Regions from separate parts of the Mus musculus genome. Here region 2 is linked to region 1. The links are chromatin contacts, called in public Hi-C maps. All regions are on one chromosome and are shown on one strand. The core of a region is the stretch at or near the end of the contact, and the rest is flanking DNA. Distances in the headings are between cores, read along the strand shown.

Evidence for each region. Hi-C and Micro-C count contacts between places; a contact is called where the count stands out from the background.
Region 2: a Hi-C map of cerebral cortex shows a contact between it and region 1, with 2.8 times the contacts expected there. The contact joins the promoter of Psd3 here to the enhancer-like site in region 1. A contact is called at or near these places in 5 of 484 Hi-C or Micro-C datasets (brain, cerebellar granule neurons, cerebral cortex and 2 more).

Annotation. Positions count from the first base shown.
Region 1 is chr8:67,801,998-67,804,774 of GRCm38.p6, reverse strand. All of the region lies in intron 9 of Psd3 (pleckstrin and Sec7 domain containing 3), which reads left to right. Among named protein-coding and RNA genes, the nearest start is that of Gm32888, 60 kb to the left of the region's middle. Within about 2 kb of position 1,369, at least 17 of the 459 cell types and tissues checked have an H3K27ac peak or open chromatin away from gene starts, as enhancers often do. A contact at or near this core is called in cerebellar granule neurons, cerebral cortex and cortical neurons, where this site is marked.
Region 2 is chr8:67,973,171-67,975,947 of GRCm38.p6, reverse strand. Psd3 (pleckstrin and Sec7 domain containing 3) reads left to right here and starts at 1,374. Exons shown (of 16, transcript NM_177698.4): 1 at 1,374-1,815. The coding sequence starts at 1,785. All of the region lies in intron 3 of Gm15991 (a long non-coding RNA gene), which reads right to left.

The DNA.
Region 1 (2,777 bases), core at 120-2,619:
TCCATAGTCTCTACAAAGTGCTAAAAATGTTTATTACATGATGACTTGTATGATTATTCCTCATATTCATTGTCATCAAGGTAAGGGCTTCTACATTTTCCTATTTTCATTGTGGATCTGTGATGGTCTATCTGTTTGTGGTTAGATATCCCTGTGGCTGCTATTCTTGTTTGTACATGCACCACAGCACAAAGTTAAATTAATTCTCCAGGACAAAAATTTTGGCCCTGTTTACCTGATGGCTTGGTCCGAAAATTGGATCTGATTATAGACATGGAAAAACACAATCCTGATTTAGGCATGAGTTTGTTGCCTTGAATGTGAGCCAAAGAGAGCAGTACCCACTAGATGGTTTGTGATTTTTATCTCCTTTAGCCTTGGGTGAATTCCAGTGGGATCAGGAATATGGGTATTTATAGAATCAGAACCTTGGTAGTATAAATTCTTCTATTGTCATTATCAGGTCCAGTTAAAATGGAAGCTGTGTAAGATCTTCCATGCTTTTCATAATTATTCACGATCTGCAGAGTAAAGAACATCATTGGAATTTAGAGATGCTTTAACTGAAATATATGTGTTCCATCAACTACACAAAATGTGCTTCTGGGGAAACAGAGAATCCTGATTATACAATGTGGTAATGGAAAGAGATTGCCGAGCCTGTGTGGGCTGCCAGGAAGGTGCTAAGCTTTGAATAACATGGCATTTTATCATCTTTGAAAAGCAATCAGAAGTAAGGAACAAAGACTTAAAGTAAATTTAAACCAAATTCCCATATTTCTGTAATTTAAACAACTTGTTTTGCTTTCTCATTCTTAAAATTAATTTTCTTCAGAGTTGATGAACCATCTGTCCTGTTCAAGTGTCAGAAGGATCATTCAAGAGCTCCTGGGATAAGTGGCAGGAATTTTGATTTTAGCTAGGGCGTCATACATCACGTCTGATGGCATTTGAAATATTTGTTGATAATTCATGCAGAACTCCCAAGGGAAGCTCTGGGCATCTGGGGTAGGGTAGGGTTCAAAGTTTACATTTTTCTTTTTTTGTAGAATTACTTGACAAGTTTGGGTGTGTACTCTCATACTTTCAGATGATATCCATAAAGTGAATCAAACTTTTATCTAGGGATTGACGTAAAATCTTTCTACACATGGCTTTTGTTAAAATACCCACCTTTCGTTCATACCATAGCACACTGGTTTTCTGTGGCTGCTGGAACAACTGACTGCAGAAGCATTGTATTCAGAACCTGCAGAAATACATCCTCGGACAATTCTGGAGAACGGCACTGTTTGAGATTCATGTGAAGGAGCTGCGCTCCCTCGGAGAGGTCAAAGGAGAATCTGTCCCTAGCCTTTTCCAGCTCATGGTTGCTGGGGAACCGAGGCTGATACTGTGTGACTCCACCCTCCTCGTGCCTCTCTCTTGCCTTCCCGTCTGCTTCTTTAAATTGCCCTCAGCCTTCTTGTGAAGATACTTGTGATTACATTTAGAGCCCACCCACAGACTTTCCCCATCATAAACTCTTTACATTTGATCTAAAGATATTTTTTGCCATATAAGGAAATATTCAGAGGTTTTGAGAATTAGGAGACAGTTTTCTTTGGGGTGGGGTGGGGTATGTTCTTCAGCCTCCTCAGCAGGCATCACTTCACTGTGTGAATTCATATGGATGGGGCCTGGGTACTTTTTTTCTATTTTATCTCAGCTGTTAATTCAAGGGGAAGGGGACAACCTGCCAGGACATTAAATCCAGAAATCTTCTCTAGCTAAGTGAAGGGTTAACACACACACTCACACACACACACACACACACACACACTCACCTGTGTGTGGGGGTGAGGGGTGAGGGGAACAGACAGACAGACAGGCAGGCAGAGATGGAGAGGTAAGGAGCAAAGAGAAACAGAGACAGGAAGACAGAATCATCCAATGATCAGTGGTGCTGGATGTCTTCCTCAGGCACTCCCTATCTTGTTTACTGATTCAGCTGGGGAGAGTAACAGGAACCCACCTGCCTTCATTTCTCAGTTACTGGCGTTATTGGATACATGTGCACAGCATTTATTTAAAATTGGGTCCCAAGACTCATAACCAAGGTCCCCGGGCTTACGCGGCAAGCACATTTCTAACTGAGCCATCTTCCCAGGTTATTTTCTTGAGCTGTAGACTGCACCTCCAATTTTAGCCACTCACATGGCCAATACATTTGATTATAAGTGGTACAGGGTCATTTTAGCAGGCTTGTCCTCACCGACAAAAGTACTTGAAACATGTTGTCCTAGCAACAGTGACTCTCTGTGAAGCTTATCTTTTAAGAATAGAATCCTCCAGTGCCCAGCATTATTTGAACGCATCTGAAAGAAGCATAAGTCTTTTCGCCTTACCCCAAAATCCTTAACTTAGGGCAGGAACATACAGGGCTGTAAAACTTAGGATCAGGAGGAAAGCCTGTAATTTGTTGAGAGTAGATGCAAATACGAAACTAGAGGTAATACAGCTAGAAAGATCCCAGATTCAATTTACTACCAAAAGAATCCAAAAAAGAGTAGATGAGGAGGAAGGCTGTTTCAGAGTTACATTTGTGAGACATCTGCAGAATCCTGAGTGATGTTCGTTCATATTGGATTGTACCTTCCACGTCCTTTCTAAGGTGGTATTTGTCCCTTTCAGCTCTGAAATTCCATTGTGATGATTCTCCCCTGTGTAAAAGGAGAAGGCAATAGGAACCTTGACAGAAGCCTCTCAGAGAAGCTGGCAGGAGGTTGGGGGAGGGG
Region 2 (2,777 bases), core at 125-2,624, 170 kb before region 1:
CGGATCCTGTGCCTTCACCACAGCGTTTACTAATCAAGAAGCTAAACATCCACAGCTTGGAGGTTAATAAACTAAAGCTGGGAGATTTTAAGCCTTTCCCCAAGTAAGACAAGCTGCCAGCTGTCAAGCTGGACTTCTCAGCTTCATTTCTGTCACCAAGTCTGCTGTCCCTAGATACACCATCTGATCTTTGTCCCCTGCGTATGAATTGGTCTTCTTGAGAGATGGGCCTACTTGGTTTGTTGTAGTTTCAAACCCTGAACATTTCTTTCAGAATTCTTTCTTGGCATGCAGACTTGTGGGAAGTGTAGCTTGGTGGTACAGAGGCTGAGCTTTCGAGCCGTAGTGTCTGAGTTTGAGTCCCTTCCAGTGGTGCCTCTTTTACTCATCTGATCTGACAAGACTCACACCTCTTTTGTATTTTAGTAGTCTCATCAATAAAATGGGTTCATAATAGTAGCTATTGTAGAGACTTCTGGGGGATAGAAGGATTCACAAAATGAAACTTCTTAGTGCAGTGTCTAGCATATTACTACACATTTTCTAACCTAATTATATTATTTATAAAAGTGGCCATTCATTTTTTATAAATTAAAATAAAATTTATAAATTAATATTTTTTATAAATTAAAGTGAGCACATTTTCTGGCTCTTGGTTGCTGGTTACTGAGTGTATGAAATAGGAAAGTTTTTTGAAGTGTCTGTGTTTCTCATGCTGATTGCAATATTAATGATACTGAAGATGAGTTACTTACTTTTTATTTTTTCCAGTGTTGGGGAATCAAACTCAGGGTTAGGTAGGCGCTGTAGCACAAATGGACACTCTCCACCCAAGATTTATTTTTAATATTTATATCAAGTCCAAGAGTCAGTGTTATGTTACTAACTATGTATTAATTTTATATTATTATTTACAAAAGGAGTGCTTTTACTGAGATTGCTTGAAAAGTATTGCATGCATCCAAAGTACTGTAGGTGATGTGAAAGTTTATCCCATTGCTTTTAAAACTGGATCACAACATCTTTGAATCTTTTCATGGGACGTTTCCAATTACTATCAATTACTGTGAAATATTAATTTGTCACAGGAACAGTAATGTAATCATTAGTAAAATGACTGTGTGGCAGCAGCACTTACAAGTGAGATAAAGACTGTCAGCTCTGGATTGACATGGAAGCAGCTTTTGGGCAGTGTTTTTGCATTTGCCTCTTCCGTCGGAACAGCGTGAGAATTAAATGCTTTTAAAGGGAACCGGCCCATCTCGGTTCATGTGTGTCATTCCAGCATCAGAGAAAATGCTGCATAATACTAGGATGACAGCCCCACCTCTGATGTCACCCAGGATGGTACGATCCTCTCAGAGCCTCTGCCGGCTTCCTGCTGCTGCACTGGGGGAATGGTTACATTAAAGCTAACTCCCGACATCTCAGTTATCTCCTTGGAAGTAGTTTTGACAATTATAGAAAAGCCCCACAGTGGCTGTCTTCGGTAAGCTACCAAGGTAGAGAGCGACCGAGGCTGAGCACAGCAGGAGAGCGGGCTGCTCTGCCTTTGTGAGGGGCTGAGGCGGCAGTTCCTGGGCTCGGCTCAGCTCTGGTTCCAAGTGCTCAAAGTGCTTCCATTTACATCACCGTGTGCAGTGCAGGGCAAGAGGGGCCTCCAGGAAATTTGAAACTAATTTGCTTCCAGTTGACTAGAACAGCACATTTTGCATTAGCTTGCTTCTTTTCTCGTTAACTTTTCTCAAGCGTTAAACTGATGAACTGGGCATTTTCTATGATCAATGGGTAACTGCTGGAGCTACAGTAATCTCTGTGAGTAACCTCTATTTGTAGGTCTATGCAGGCAAATATATATTATCTATCTCTTGTGCAATGCTGCTGTGACATTTTCCGTCTGTATTATTGACTGCTTGTGTTGTCTTTCGGCCATCCCAGTAGGAGACTTCTGGGGGCTAGCCCAAGTTCTGCTGAATCCTGCCATAGAAAAGAGCAGACTGCATTCATTCTGGGGCATCCCTGCCAAGCACTCTTTAATTGCCCAGAAAACGGAAAGATGCAACGGGGGCCTCTGAACGCCTTTGCCCAGTACCTCACTTGGCTTTAGCTTTTAATATTTGTTTTAGTGTCTGATGCTGAATGTTCTAATTTTTAAAAAAAAATGTAAGTGGAGAGTAGAGTATCATGCTTACCTATAATTTTACTTCCTTTCATTCCCCGTCCCCAAGCAGGTTTCCCAGGAACAGGGCATTCTATCATCCTATAGAAACAAGCACCCTTTCTGTGCTGCATGATTTAGGCAGAAAGAAGGAAACAGGCTATTCCTTAGTTTAGTGTTGGATGGGATGGGGAGGAGTTTCTCTTAAAGAACCCAAGCTGCTTTTGTCCGAAGCACAGCCAGGAACTGAAGTAGCCTGGAGGGGGTGGGGGTGACTTCAGGATATTCTCATTGGAGTTGACGCTGAAGTCATCACAGCCTTTCCAGGAAGTTTATAGCAACTGTCTTCTTATTTCTCAGTGTGTCTTTCCTATCTGTCAAAAACATTTTATAGTATTTTAAGATTTATTTCTCTCTCTAGAGAAACCAAGTTTCAACGTTCTGTTGACCGGTCAATGTTGATGTGCTTGGAATTGTTCGTGTCAGTCTGCAGGACGAAACCTGACTTTAGACTCTGATGGGAGTGCCAGTGTGGATCAGCTGAGGCTTAGCCCCAGCTCAGTGAGGCTGCTTCTCTAACCTCACCCTGCCTTGCCCACAGCTGTCGTTGGCTATCACG